2 separate regions of the Macaca mulatta genome follow, and region 2 is linked to region 1. The links are chromatin contacts, called in public Hi-C maps. All regions are on one chromosome and are shown on one strand. Each heading gives the region's core, a stretch centred on a gene start, on an enhancer-like site or on the middle of the called end of the contact. The rest is flanking DNA. Distances are from core to core; before and after follow the strand shown. Region 1 has its middle 170 kb from the start of MIR125B-1. Region 2 overlaps LOC106993508 (a long non-coding RNA gene).

Region 1 (7,773 bases), core at 1,955-4,454:
GCGTTGGCAGAAATGGCACTCCTTCCTCCTTGTCACAGAGGCGAAGCATTCAGGAATGAGTACAACCACTCCAGGCTTCCTGTCTTTCAACATTTTCTATATGTGCCATATTGCCACTGATATGATCAATTCTATCTAACCACCAGAAGCAGTCTCCCATGCCTTTAGGCACTTAAGAATTCTGTTCAGCTCATCTACTCTCCCCTCTGGTCAAAGCCATTTATTATCAATTGTAAGTAACGTGACTATGGGGATGCTACCTGGGGCCACTGGAAACCCGCCATGGTTTACAGCCCTTGGAACAGACTCAGACATTGTAAGTGAAAACTCTTTAAGCCAAACCCAAACCTTTTATAATTGAAATTATAATAAATCACACCTCTTAAATCTTCCCAGAGAAGACTTGGGAAAAGTCTCTTCTCGCTCTCTTTCACTGCCAGAGAGCTCCTTAATAAGGGAGCGAGATAAAAAAAAAAAAAAAGGACAACTTCCACTTCAGCTGTCCTCAGGGCTAATGCAGGGTGTATACAATTTGGTTAAGACATGGAAGCCAGGAATAGGGAGAGATAGAACAGAAGGGCAAGCCAAATTAAAGTATGTTTGATCCCAGCTGTAAAGGCCAGTGGCTTCCTATCTAACTCTAAGAAAAAGTCCACACACTTGAGAGTAATATACATATAGGGCCTCTGGGATCTGCCCTACTCCTGATGTGTCCCTCTCCTATGGCACTTACCTCTCTGTATTGCAACTATTTGTTTGCCTTCCCTATTAGACTGTGAGGCCTTTGAGGGCAGAGATCATGACTTAGTCAGTTTTAATCCTTAGTAACTTCAGAAACCCAGTAAGTGCAGGGTCAGTTTGCACAGTTCTGAAAAAATGAGCAAACTGACTCTGCACTAAAGCTGCACATAAGCCAAGAGGGCAAAGTCAAAGGAAGTGGACCTCAGATTGTGCATAATCTGAAGCACTCAGGGGCATGTCCTTTTCTTCTCGCTGGGAGTATAAACTATTCAGGGAAGGCTATTACAAGCAGTGGCCATGAAACAATAAGCTGCATCTCCCCACCCCGGCAAATGTATCAGAATCTATGACCCCTTCTGAGTACTCTCCTCGGGAGGCAATGTGTATATTCTGAAATGGCTATGTTTGTTCAATAAGCCTTTTTTGGAATTGTGATCAGATTCAGTTTAGACACCACACAATTAAACCAATCTAATTTCCTTATAGGCACATGTATTTCCAAAGCAATGTTCCCCAACTTGATTGCCCACCATATTCATGGGCCATAGCTTCAGGGCAACTTTTAATAGCTTCCAACAAATTCACCCTCTAAGGATGAAGATGTACCACATTTCAAGATATTTAAGAGAGTACCAACAGTGTCCATGCATAACTTTCCAGAAGAGTTCCAAAAATGCTTTGAGCAATTTCTCAGTATCTTGGGGATCAGCACAAATCTACTGAGAGGACTACTTTGCAGGCAATAGTGCTGCTTTGGAATGAGACATTCTCATGTGTTACATAACAATAACCAGCACTTATTAACTGTTTACTATGAACCAACTCTATCCGGCAATGTGTGTGTGTCTGTGTGTGTGTGTGTGTATTCTCACTGAACCCTCCCAACAATTATATGAAAACAACAACAACAATGGTTGTTTCTGGCATTTACTGAGTGCCCACGATGGGTCAGACAGTGTTAAGGATTAGTTCATTTTAACCCCATTTTACAGACAAAAAACTGAGGTTTAGAGAAAAGTAAAGCACTTTGCTAAGGCCACAAAGCCAGTAAGAGAGGAACTAAGATTCATATGCAAATGTATATATATATATCTCCTAACTTATACTGATATATATATATATATATATCTCCTAACTTACACTTTTTTTTTTAATCAAAACTGTCTAATTCAGTGTTCAATAAATGCTAGTAGAATGAATAAACTTGCATCAGTGACAGTGGTCCAACCAAGGCGAGTAAGAACAACAAGCAAAAGTGATACAAGATGGTTCAGCTCATCTAATTCCTAAACTACAGCCACGTTCCTGTTCACAGGAGAGAGCAGTGGGCATCAGAGACTGTACCTGGATGTCTCCCAGCTAGCTGCAGCATGAGGCTTTGTGACGTGCTGTTTCACTCCAGTTAAGCCCCTGCGGGGCCCTGAGTCTCAGTCACTCCAGCCAGGCATCAGGAATGGGTACATTCACTTCCCTTCCCCAGCCTTCCCCTATGAATATTTATAAAGGGCTCTTGAATCCTGGTATCCCATAAAAATGCAAAGTACGATTATTATTAATGATACAGTTAGGAAGAAGGACATTTGTTATTTCTACTCAATTGGTTTCCCCCGGGAGCAGAAACAATTTTTTTTGACATAGTATTAATGTGCCGTCTCTGCAACTTTGATCATCTGTCATTTTCTTTTGGACAAAGTTGAGCCAGTGTCTCAGGCAGCACCCTTCTTTCCCCTTGGCAATATTGGCACTAGCTGAGCCCAAGTTGCTTCATGGTTTAGATGAAACTATGGATCTTTATTTGATTTCTGGTATCAGGAAACAATTTATTAGGATCAAGGCAGTTAGGCTACGCGACTTCCTTTCTTGCCGAGGTAGACGCTAGTTGCACAGGCAGCCCTGGCTCATAAATCTAGTTTTATTTCCCCATCTATTCACCTGGAACTAAGTGATTTTTTTAAGGCAAAGGGGAGAACACATTTCCTTATGTAAGCACTCTTCCTCCAGCTCGTAATCACCATTGTTTCTCAGATGAACTAGTGAGCAGCTGAAGCAGGGAGCCATTTCCATTTTCGTGCATCACACTTGTATTTTCAGAGTTTACAGAAAAATACTGCAACCAATTTGGGATTTCCCTGTAATGAACCACTTCCTCTAAATAAACCAGAATTGATTCCAATGCGAATTTCAGAGACGAAAGGGCTTTCTGAAAACATCTATTTTCATATGCCCTTCAGAAACTACCTTGCCTTTCTTTCCGCTCCCATCCCCCGCTCCCACCCTCCCTCAAGCCCCCCACCCCGCCTTCCCCTCCTTCTTAAGAAGACTTTCCCAGGTCCCTCTTGGCTGTGGTTGAACGACGTTGGCTCCTGTCCATGCTGCAACAAAGACCTGGCATTCCAGCTGTCTGCGTCTAATCTCCAGTGTCAGCTCTCGTTAATGTGTGAGCGTGAAATCAGAGGGGGCAGAGCTGCACGGAATATTAAAACCATGATCAGAATTCCACTGAAATGCTGAGAGTCTGCAAGCACCATTAGAGGAGGCTGTCAAATCACGGCTTCGCATTAAATAAAAGAAAAGATTTCTATCAGAGGAAAGTACAATCAGTGAATCGCTGAGCTAAATTAGCATTTTTTCAATTGGAGATCGAAGTTGATTTATTGTTCTACACGACATTAATGTAACTATGTGCTTGACCTGCTAAGGCAGCTAATTTTTCATTTAAATGGTTTCTTTCCTTCCCGGTGCAAAGGCTGCAATCATATTTCAACTTTGCAGAGTGATCAGAAAAGTCGTGGAATGCTGCAGAAATGTCTTAGGGCAGCCTTCCTTCCCCTCCCCTCTCCTTCCTTTCCTTTTTCCAACTCCAGAGCCTTCCTCCTCCCCTCCCCTTCCCCCCTAACCTCATGGCTGGTGGTCAAGGTCACAGAGGAAGAGTAATCTCAAAGCCACCGACTTCAAAGCCTCCATCAAAGAAGCCCCTACGTAGCCATTGAATTAAAAGGGAGTGGGGGAGGGTGGGGTCCGGGCACTAGACGTTCCTACCAGCAAGAAAGGACCCTTTAACTGCCCTGCTGGTGTGGCCAAATCTGGGGTGTCCTGGGTCCAGTTTTCTCCTGCAGGCCTCTCAGTACGTGTCTCTTCTCATCCTCCCCATCCCCCTCTCCTCCACACTCACATCGCCTGAAGATAATATACATTTCCAATTAGCAGAGCACATTCTAGTCATGTTCTCCTTTACTGCCCTAACTATCTTCCTTTTGCTAAAAAGCTGGGCTGTCATTAATGAAATCCTGCAGTTCCGTTAATCCGAGATACAATGCTCCTTTCTCTCTCAGGCTCTCCCTAACATAAAAACTACAGTTACTCAAGCTCCCCTCTTCTGTTTGGAGTCCCCGTTGTTTGTCTTTCATTGCATACCTGATGTAGCATAGTAGCATTCGAAGTTCCCGAACGGACGTAGAAGGAAAGAACACAATTATATCCGTTTCCCAATGTCCTTGTTTGCAAAGTCAGCTGGCATTTTCTGTTTTTATTTTTTAAAGCACATTGATTTTTAAGCTCTGGAAATTTAGGAATATGTCTTAGGGTAGTTTGGGGGCCTTTGCATGTAGCAAATTTTTTGGATTTGAAACGATTGTAGCTGGAAGCCCTGGAAGAACCCTGATAAATTACATTTCAGCGTTTATCTGAAATGCCTCTTATGAATTAATGCATTGTATCCATAAGAGAAAGGGCAGGTGGGTGGTGGGCAGTGGGGCGACATTTGCCACACTTTACCAATATCAGTATGACTTCCAAAACATAGCGGACATTGGACCAATAGCTGGTACTTATATTTTTGTTTTCTTCTTCCGCCCCCAAACATCTACATTCTGAATTAGAAACTGAGAAATTTCCTATATTTGGAGGAGGCATGAAGGCAGTGTCAATCCCTTAGATTTGGAGGACTTGAGAATTTGAGGCTAAGAATAGAATCAGCCACTACATACTCAGCTGGCCATGGACAGATGAGGTACAGAATAGCCCTCTACCCCACCCCCATGGCCTCTAAGACAAGGAAGTCACTCGGGGGGTCAGTGGAATGGGGGAACCTTCCATCTACCTTCATCACAATTGGATCTAATTGGCACCCCTTGGTTGGCCAAGATGCCATGGGGTGACTGGGTCAGGGTACTGACCTCTGCTCTGACCCAGTGAAGGGGGCTCTACACAGGCCAAAGGTGAAGTTCTTGGCAAGAGATTGTCTAGTTGAATGCTGGAGACAGGCACCAGTTGTCTTCATACCTGCTGCCATGTGGTGGAAGTTGCTTATCTTGCTCATCTTTTACTCCATTTAGAAAGTAACACCATCTCCCCGCCATGTTGACTGTCACTCAAAACAACCACTCTAAAAAAGAAGCATGGATTTCATTCTCCAAAGGCAATGAAAGTTTGGTCACTAAATATAGAAAATACTTCCTCATAAGGCACACTAGTCGTCTGCTTTCCCTTGGGTGATTTCCACTGGGATTCTGTACCAAAAGTCAGTGTTGGTTGATCAGAGTTCCCTCTGTCGCCTGACAATCCACATGCATCAGCCAAGAGGTGGCGTCGCAGCATGATGCTCCCATATTCTCCATCTGTAGGGTGATCTCATTTGCACACTCTACTAGAAGGCCCAGATGCAAAGCTCAGTAACTTTCTGCACTCACCATTTCCATGGGCATTTGTTCCCCAAACATAATGCACCTCTCCCTTACATGATAATCTTCTCCTGAGTGTAGTTTTATTCATGGAATTCAGGACTTTCAGATGATTTTGGTCACTTAATTCTGCTGGCACCTGGAAGAGATAATGGAGACGTTTCATCAGTCAGCCCACATGGCCTGCAACATGCTGAGACCTAAGCAAGCAACATGAGTCTCAAAGGCTGGAAAGGTCCATTTTGGGAAAAAAGCATATGTTTGGGATCAGGAAGCGAGCCGGCGAACTGATCAAGATGGGGAGGCAGAGTCTACAGAAGGTAGCCAGACTGCACCAGGCAGTACAGTCAAAGGGCATGGTTCAAGCTGTTGGAGCTCAGAAGACAATACTCCAAAGTCTGGTGCTTTGACACACTGAATACTTCAAACTAAAGCAGACTGGAAGATCTCAGAAGCAAACTCTCCGATCTTCTCCTGCCCTCCTGTCTCTTGCCCCTCTTTCTCCACCAAAGCGAGTCCTACAAACCAGAATTCCTCTTCCCCAACACAGGTCATAGAAACTAGAGTTTTTCCTCCCCAAAGCAAGCCAATAAAGCCTACAAAGGTCACTCTCTCCCTTCTCCTCTGAAGACCCTCATTCCAGAGGGTCCTGCCCGATACCCGGGAGGAAAGAATGCTACATACAAAAACCAGGAAGAATCTGAACACACAGTCCTGGCTGGCTTTCACCACTCAGTCTCTTACCAGTTTTTTGATCATATTTCTACATGGCCGTTCATTCTTCACTGAAGCTAAGCATAAAAATAGTTTTCCCAAGTCTTGGGTCTTCATCCTAAAGGATCCTGTGTCATGTACAACTTCAATTAAATAAAATTGTTATGCTTTTCTCTGGTTAATCTGTCTTTTGTTATAAAAATGTCAGTCGTGACCCTTATGATGGGTGAGGAAAGGCATCACACATTCTCCTCCCACAAAGCAATTCTTAGCACCCAGAGGCATAACCCAGTGGACATTTGAAGGGAAGGCAGGACAAAGAATGGAGTCAGGAGCTCCGTCCGTTCAACACAAATGATATTAACACACAGGAACTATCCCAGAGAATGGAATGCTGTGGGGGGAGGGGGGGAGGTGGTGAGATGAGCAGCTAAGACCTGTTCCTGCTGGGTTTTGGGGGCAAAATCCAGTCCTCAGGGAAAACAGAACTGCTGCTAGAATAGGTGTGTGGAAAGACTGAGGAACAGGCCCCAAACTGCAGCCCCGCCTTAGAAGCAGTCCTTGTCTGCTTCCTCACCTTAGAAGAGACTCATAATAGTACTACCCCACAGGGCTATTGTAAGGGCTGAAAGATTTGATAGCTAGCTCTAGATCTGGGTGGTGGCAGGGGTCTGGGGGCAATAGATCCTACCTGGAACGGTTGGAAGCCACTATGTAAGTTACTATTGTTTGGCACTATCAAAATGCCCAGGGTCATCTCAGGTGTACCAGATTCCAGATTCAGTGGCCATGAAGAGCTTCTTTATCTTTTTTAAATTAAAGAATAAAGCAAACATTTATTAAGACTGTCATGCATGATGTGAGACACTTCCATATGTTATTTCTTCATTCACTCTCACAACACTCATTCAAACATCACAGAACCCTGAGGTTGGGGGTGGAGGATTACCTCTCCTGTCTAAGTTGAGAAACTAGAAGCTTAGGGAGGTTGTGTAAGTTCTTCCAGGTAAGTCACCACCTAATAGTGGTAAAAATATTGAAATTCAGGTTCCAAGGTTTAACTCTAAATGACTTACTTTTTATAAATAGTATGAGAACTTGAAGAATCTATTCCCAGCAGTGGCCTTTTTAAAACTGAGCCTCAAAACATTCTGAATACAAATCTAATTAGAAAGAATCATCAATAGTATGCTACCATAGTCAACTCTAGCTGTGAATTAATTCATTTGGAGAATAATAACTAAATTAATAACTAGCATCTCTTGAACATGTATGAAGTGCCATACAGTATTCCAAGTAAGTGCATGTATTAATATATTATCCTTATACCAATCCTATAAAATATGTTCTATTATTCTCCTCATTTTAAAGACAGGAAAACCTTGACACAAATATGTTGTCACTTCTCCAAAGGAACATATTCAGTACATGGCAGGGTCAGGATTTGAACCCAGCCAAATCTAGGCTTCAAATTACACCTTGTTTTTCCACCATGCTATGCTATCCTGGAGACGAATGCAGCATAATTTCTTACCATTATTCTAGTTTCATAAAGAGTTTTAAGGAAAGCAAAATGGAGCCCTTCAGCTATGTTTGAGCCAGAAGACTCTGAATGCAAAAACTATAAATTTAATTATAA
Region 2 (7,773 bases), core at 3,567-6,066, 140 kb before region 1:
TTTGTAATTGTGTATTTCAATAATGATTTGATAAATGCATGCTCCTTCCATAGGACTTTCCTCTAGAGAAGGGAGAAGTGTACGGTTTACTCACCACTGTATCCCTACCTCTTAGCTCAAGCATGGCTCATAATATGAAACAATAATAATTCATTCTTCTTATTATTGCTAATACATCTATGATCAGCCTCGTTTTTATTATAAAACCAAACCTAGTGATAGGTCGGGGAGTTACAGATTTGCTTTATCCTTTACTCACTAATTCGTTCATATATTCCATACGGCCATCAAACAAATAACAAAAAATATATACATTTCATGATTGCTGTTTCAACCCCTTTTCAAGCAAACAAGGGTGAAACAGCTAAAAACTCTACCGATTGAAGAAACTTGTAATTGTTTAGGGGATAACAGGCAAATATAGAAACATACATGATTCTAATACAAAATAGAACTGTTCGGTGCCCAAGAGAGCACTTCGAGCTTGGAGGACTGGAGAAAGATTTACAGAGGAAGCAGCCTTTAGCTGAGACTTGATGGTTATGGGAAACTTGGACAGGTGGAGGTGGGAAGAAACTGTGTTCTAGATGCAAGCAAGAGTGAGATCAAAAGCTTGTACCTCTATCTGTAGAAAGTCATGTGCGTGTATAGTAAATAGTCAATATCTTAGTGATCTCAAAAGAAAGATGGTGTAGAAACTGAAGACTGAAAGCAGGTCCTGGAAGAAATTGAATGTTGGTCACAGGAGCTTAGATTTTTATTCTTAGGCCAGGGTGGAGTCATTGGAGGCCTCAGAGAATGGTGACCTCATCTGAATTGTGAGTTTGGAAAAGTAATTTAGCACCACTGTGTCTCAGAGTTAAGTTGGCTGTTGTGCTGATGTCGGAGACTCCTGTCTCTGATGTTTGATTCCCTATTCCTTAGTGTCCAAGGAGGGACTTTAACCTCTGCTGCTCTGGCCTGAAATCATCTACCAAGTGTCCCTGATACTCATTGCCTGCAGTTTAAAACTCTGCGTATCATTTGCTTCTCAACTGACACACTTGATCTTGGTCTCTTTAAATAAATAGACAACTCACAGCACATCTTTCAAGTCAGGTCTTCTTCCTTCTACTTTCAGATGAGGAAACTGAGGCTTGTAAGTGGCAGAACTGATTTTCAAATCCAAGTCTTCTGATCCCAGGTCTAGAGCTCTTTTCTGTCATAAGTTGACCATCTCTGTTAGCTCTAAGAAAGGTTAAAAATATGAATGAATACAAATCAATCCACAATAATTAAAATTTATTGAATCCTTTCTATGTGCAGACCCTGTTCTAAGTGTTTTTATGTGTATCGAATCACTTAATGACCACAACCATTTTTTGAGGTAGGTACTATTGTTATTCCCCCTTTTATAGGTGAGGAAATTGTGATATGAGAATTTTAAAAATGTGCCAGTCATACCATTAAGTAGAAGAGCCTGGACAGAAACCCTGGCATCTGATTTTTGAATCTGTGCTTTACTGCTGTGTAACTGCCTCCTAAGTTTAGGGATACACGTATGTGAATGCACCTATTCATTTTCCCATATGCAGTGGGTGCTTAATAAATGTTGCCTGAATGTTAGTTTTATCTTTGATTTCAACTGATGTTGTGTGCATCCTACTTGTCTTGTGCCTCAGACCAATTTTGCTATCTGTGATTTGTTCTCCAGATGCTCCAACACAGGTGGTCATCCCTAGATTAATGGCTCTACTGCTGTGCATTTATTTCTGGTCCTTCACCCTCTGCAACCCCAGGGGTCTACATTCACTTTCCATCCTGGCCTTTCCAATCAAATTCAAACCTTCCTTGTTCTAGTTAATTACAGATAACATTTGCTCTTCTGTGCTTGCAAAAGATATGGTGACATGTAATATACACACTTTTAGGGTCACATACACACTTTTTGAGGAATGAGTCTTTTATAAACCTATTACTCCTCTACCAGCATTGTATGGGTTTCCAAAGACTATCAGGAAAGATCTTTTGGAATGGCAAGCAACTCACTAAAAATTCATCAAAGCAGATTAAATTTTTTAAAGAAAAACTAATAGCTGTTGTATATCTACTATGTTATGCTAGGCACTAAGCATTTTCAAATATCATGTGTCTTATTTAGAAATCACAACGATTATGTGAAGAATTATCACCTTATTTTACAGAGAAGAAATTAGGCTCAGATAAATAAAGGTGCTCATGGTTAGGACTAGGGAGTTGTGGAACAACGGTACAAATATAGGTGTGTCTGACTTCAAAGTTCAGTCATCTGACTGACAAATATTTATTAAGTTCCTACCATAAGCCTAGTACCTGTTAGGTCCTAGGGATGTGTCAAGAAGCAAGATAGGCATGGCTCCCTCTGCAAAGAGCTCACAATCCAGCAAGAACAGATAACTGCATAAATGATTATATCAAGTGTGAGAAATGCTGAGACAGAAGAAATGCAACTAATATGTCCCTTCTTTGTATTCCCAAAGTAGTAAACAATGTAAGCTTTAATTTTCCTTTTTAGAAATGTACATTGCATTTAATAAAGTAATTATTCCCTTCTCTCCAATCTTCAATCTTCACATTCTCACTCTACTAGGGGAGTTTATTTGAACAACAGAGGATCTTAACACTATGTAATGCACCATCATACCTACTGTTGGAAAAATTAAAAAATACAGGTGTTAGGCCATTAGAAGCTGCCAGTGGTAATCTGCAAGATGTGCTAGAAAAGTTTAGGAAAACCTGTGAGAGGGTCCACTTTGGTAACTAAGCTCCTTTTGCATGAATGGTCAGGAAAACCTGGCTAGCATGAGATAGTGCTTTGGCAATGGCAGCGGCAGGCTGTGGGCTGTGAGAGGAGCTTGTACCCTGGTCTTGTTTACAATTTGTCTGAGGCTCCTTGAGCTCAGCCCAGCCAGATGGACTCTTCCTCTCAAATATCAGACCTGATCTCTTCAAATAAAACAGTACAAAGCACATTAAAAGCTTTGATCCAACTGTTCACTTTGCATTTGTGTGTGTTGGGGAAATGGGGACAAAGGAAGGATTTATGAGGCCTTTCTGTGGGTGGCCAGCGCAGACGCTGGGTACGTTAGAGGGAGGACGGGAGTGCTTGCTCTGTGCCGAGGCTCGTGGGACCCATGGCCCTGGCCTGCTCGGACGCCCCCGTGTGCTCACCACCTTCCCGGAACTTGCCCTGTGGGCCTCTTTCACATTTCAGTCTTCTGGTCATAAAGGGAAAGTTCCTGCGATAGAAGCCCTGACTTAGCTGGTCAATCTTTTTCTCTGCCTCGGGGCGGGTTGGAATCGGACACCTTTCTTTAGGATTTTTCTGGAAAAGAAGTTTGTCAACATCTCTTGGTGACACCATCTTCCATTTTCATGAGCACATTGTACCCTTGAATCATTTCACATAGAGTAACTAATTTGATTTACGTCATCCCAAAACAGGTGGTTATGTATACATTCTCTCTCTCTCTCTCTCTCTCTCTCTGTCACACACACACACACACACACACACTATATACAGACATTTCTATTACACATATTAGAAAACTGGGTGTTTTGATTACAGGAAGGAGGAATCTTTAAGTGACTCCTATTATATACCAGACACTTTCAACAGATGATCTCACGAATCCTCTCATTCCCATAATGTAGATGAGATTTGCCCATTTTAAAGATGCAAACTACTGACGCTTAGAGAGTTTAAGGACTCTCTGGTTCATTTGTAACAGATACCTATTATCATATTACCTATATGAAAACTATGATTACCAAAAGGATGGAGCTAAGATTCAAACTCAAGTATGTTGATTCTGAGGCCTGTTTGGTTTGCTCTTCTGTGCTCATTGGCCTGCAGTTGCAAAGCTGCACCCCTCACGGGACTTTTGTCCTCTAACTTCTAGCTCAGTGTTCTTTGCCTCTACCAAACCTGAGGTGTAAAGGGACGGCGGCTCTCAGAAAATACTCCTTTGTGTCTGTTTTCTTTTATTTGTGTTCAGTAGATCCCGAGAACATCTCACAGGAAAGTTTCAATACAAGTTTTGAGATCAGTAAATGAAAGGAATTTATATGGGCAGAATATACAATATGTTGAATGAGGATTCAGGAGCCTTCTTACGCTTAGGAATGGGGATACAGCAGAAAATCACAGCGTTCTTTTTGCTGAATAGAAAAGCAACTCTGATTACTTAGTAAATACAGTGAGTGAAGTCTATAGAATCCGTGAGTGTTGATATAATATTGGCTTCTTATTTCTCAGTTTCAAGTCACCTTGCCTTCCTCACCCCACCCACCAACTCTGCGTCCGGAAAAAACTGTTGCACATTAAGCATTTGGTCTCTGGATAGTTCAGGGATGGGCGCTAGAGAGAAAAGGAATTTAGAAATTCCAATACAAACACAATACGTAAAGCTTCATAAATTTCAGTGATTAAAGAATTTAAATGCCCCTTTAAAAATCGATTCTTCCTAGATTTCAAAAACAAATGAAGCATTTTGAAAAATAAAGATAAAACATGATTGTTTCATGTTTCTCAAATAGTATTTAAAAATAGCTAGTCAGTGTGTGTGTGTCAGAGAGAGAGAGAGGGAAAGACTAGGTACTGTAATTTTAATTGCTTGTAATCTAACTTGCCTTTTTGTTCCTTTTTTCTTCCTTTCTTTCTTTTCTTTTTTTGTATCAGTTAATCTGTTGGTTACATTTTCAGCTTTTCTTTGCTTCTGGTTTCATTTTCAGATGAAAAAATGCTAGGCACACAGTGCTGCTGTCTGGTTGCCATGGCGACCACAGCCTATTATCCTGCCTTGTCATTCATCAAGAAAGAATTACACTTGACAGAGGCAGAGGGAAATGCCTGCAGTCTGCAGCATAGGAGGAAAAAAAGCTTTTCTTGTCTTCTATGTATGTAAAAGGTCTTTAATGCCCGTTTAGTTACATGTTTTATTTAGCATTATTTATTACTTGTAAGGACAATAACAGATACCTGTAAAAATACGTCCCCCCCTTCTAAAGTATTTAACTTGCAATTTGTCCATTTGCCTTGCTTCCCCATTTCAGACATATACCTAGTGTCACGCTCCCACCCACCACCATAAAAACCACTTCCACTCCGGCAATAGAAACAGCCAAATGATTACATTCTCCACGGAGAATGACCACTGCAAAGGTAGCTAAGAGAGCCAGTTTTTCTTCCAAAAATGTTTTTTCTAATCAATAGTTCTGTTGTCCTGCTATTCTTAAAACTAATGAGTGCCATACATAATCAATGAATAATTGAATACATTAATAACTTTTGATTAAATTATTTCTCCAAGTGTGCAATGCCCATGAAGTATAGCATCAACAAACTAATGCAAAACTGCGGAGATCTTTCCGTGAGATAATTGAATATAAAATCATGATTGCTTTTTACAAATTTGGATTCATCCCAAATCCATTGTTCTTCAAAGGCAGGAAAAGGTAATTACTTGTTATTTGACTATTCCTCATCATGGCTATTTGGATTAACCCAAATTATTTCCAAAAATAAATGGTGTAATAACTTTTGTATGTTTAAACATCTAGACTTTTTTTAAAGTCTGATATTTTCCCACCTCATTATTCAGCTCTTACAATGGCTGTATCCAGTGGGCAATTTTAAACAACTTTTCTCTGTGGATTTCTTTGCTTTGCTCTCCTCGAATTGTTTGATTTCCTTGTTAAGATGGAGAATGTGGTGGTAAAAGAGGCAGTATTTTAAGCTGAGATTCTCTGAGAGTGTTTTTTAAAATATTTCTGTTTGATCTTTTGTCTCAGTGATCAGAGAAAAGATGGACAGTAACAACAGTTCACCTTGAGCTGTTAGAATACCAGCATTTAGCATAACTGATATTTGTGACAATTAAGCCATGCTACGTTGAGTGTAAATGGGCAACTACAATGGGGACCATTGGACTTCTGAAGTTCAAGTTCTATTCTGTCTGAAGACAATTTCCCTACCAGAGGTCAAACTTTAGCACACACATGCAGACACAGAAGTCATAGTCCTGCATTGTAAGTGAAACAGAATTGGACAATTATCGGGTCAGTTTTGGTTTTGAAATGGTTCAGATTCTAACCTTCCCACCACTTCCTTAATTATCTCAACAATTCTGGCAAGAGGAGGTTTGGGGGTGGAAAAAGATAATTCTAAAAGAATTAAATAATTATAGCTGTCAGGAAATCTGTGCTGGATTTTATATATTCCTGCATAATAATTCAAAATCTCTGGATCTTTACTGTATCTCGGATAAGTTATTTTAATGCATACCTCACAGCATCCTTTATACACCCTTGCAATGTAAACATGTAGAAACCATGGAATGTTTTTCTTTAATCTTGACATTTGGGAGAGCAAAGGAAACAACAAAAAGGAGAAAAGACGTGTTGAGTTTAGAATTGTGGCTATTTCTTATTGGTTCTAAACTTTTACTTTAATATCGCAGCAACACCGCTGTTCATTTCCTGTTAAACTTCAAGCCTACCTTTTGATTTTCAAATGTCCCTTAGGCTAATGTTTTCACTGAAGAATGAAATGAACAGGCAGAAACAATTAAGCGAGCAGATACAGTGAAAACGAGCACCACACCGCACTTTCACAGAAATGGAAGTGTATGAAGGAATTCTGCTTGGAATTTGATCCCACAGCAGCAAAGCTTTTGCTCCTTGTCATTTTTCTTCTGCCTACCCCCAGTGCACACCACTTCCCCTGTATGGGGGAAAAGATCTAGGCACACAAAGGAACTCCTAAATACTCACAGGCGTGGGAAATATTTTCTCTGCTTGTTACTAGTACAGGATAATCTCCAAGGAAGAAAATCCAGCTAGATAGTCTACACGGCAAATGTCTCCCAAAGCCTGTTAAATGTTCACATATGTCTTTATGAAATTTGTAATATGGATTGTTTATATAGTCCTGATTAAGAGCATGAACATCATTAAAAAGGATAAAGTCAGTTTGAGGACGGAAAATTATAAAGTCAGCTAAAACTGTTACCTACAAAAAAAGTATGGACTTTTTTTTTTAAACTTAATAATCTGTGGCTCTTTAAAGAAAAAGATACATAAACAGTCAAAAGTGGGTTGTTAAAGAGCCTTCTAAAGTGTATCAGGAATTAACAAAGAAGTAATTAACTCTACCCCAAACACATCAGCCATCACCTGTTTATAGCATTTTTGTCCCTCTATGAAAGCTGTATCTTCTTTTTTAGTCCCACACTAAGAGATTTTACGTTGCAAGAGCTTGGCATTCCTATTTTTGGGTTGACTGTGTTAAAACAGGGTGCTCTAATACACAAAGGAGACCTGTTACAATATAGCAAGGTAAAGGGGCTGAAGGAAGAGGTATCATAGGATCCATTCTGGGAGAATCTATATTATTATCAGATACAATGCTCGCATGATTGATTCAAGATGAGCTCTGTCTGAATTCAAACTTGATTTCTAAAGACAGTATGCATTTGGAAAGTGCCTTGTGAAACCGTCAGAATACAGAAAACACAAAGTTTAAACCTTTTGGATGCCTTCTAGTACCTCAGCAGTGAATCAGGAAGATGGACGGCATCCGCAAGATTATACTGAGCGGAAGGCATGGTTTTTGTTTTTTATTGAATCCATCCTGTAGTATTTTCCCAATAAAACATCTCTTGTAAACCAGGGTCTTTGTATTTTTGTTGTTGTTGTTATGGGATTTTTTTAAATACCAGTATAACAGTTTTACTCTACAATAGTGAAGATGGG

The links. Hi-C and Micro-C count contacts between places; a contact is called where the count stands out from the background.
Region 2: a Hi-C map of fetal cortical plate shows a contact between it and region 1, with 2.2 times the contacts expected there. The contact joins two enhancer-like sites. A contact is called at or near these places in 2 of 14 Hi-C or Micro-C datasets (fetal cortex germinal zone and fetal cortical plate).

Annotation. Positions count from the first base shown.
Region 1 is chr14:122,583,067-122,590,839 of T2T-MMU8v2.0, reverse strand. No RefSeq gene overlaps it. Among named protein-coding and RNA genes, the nearest start is that of MIR125B-1, 170 kb to the left of the region's middle. Within about 2 kb of position 3,204, at least 11 of the 40 cell types and tissues checked have an H3K27ac peak or open chromatin away from gene starts, as enhancers often do. A contact at or near this core is called in fetal cortex germinal zone and fetal cortical plate, where this site is marked.
Region 2 is chr14:122,722,879-122,730,651 of T2T-MMU8v2.0, reverse strand. All of the region lies in intron 3 of LOC106993508 (a long non-coding RNA gene), which reads left to right. Among named protein-coding and RNA genes, the nearest start is that of MIR125B-1, 29 kb to the left of the region's middle. Within about 2 kb of position 4,816, at least 12 of the 40 cell types and tissues checked have an H3K27ac peak or open chromatin away from gene starts, as enhancers often do. A contact at or near this core is called in fetal cortex germinal zone and fetal cortical plate, where this site is marked.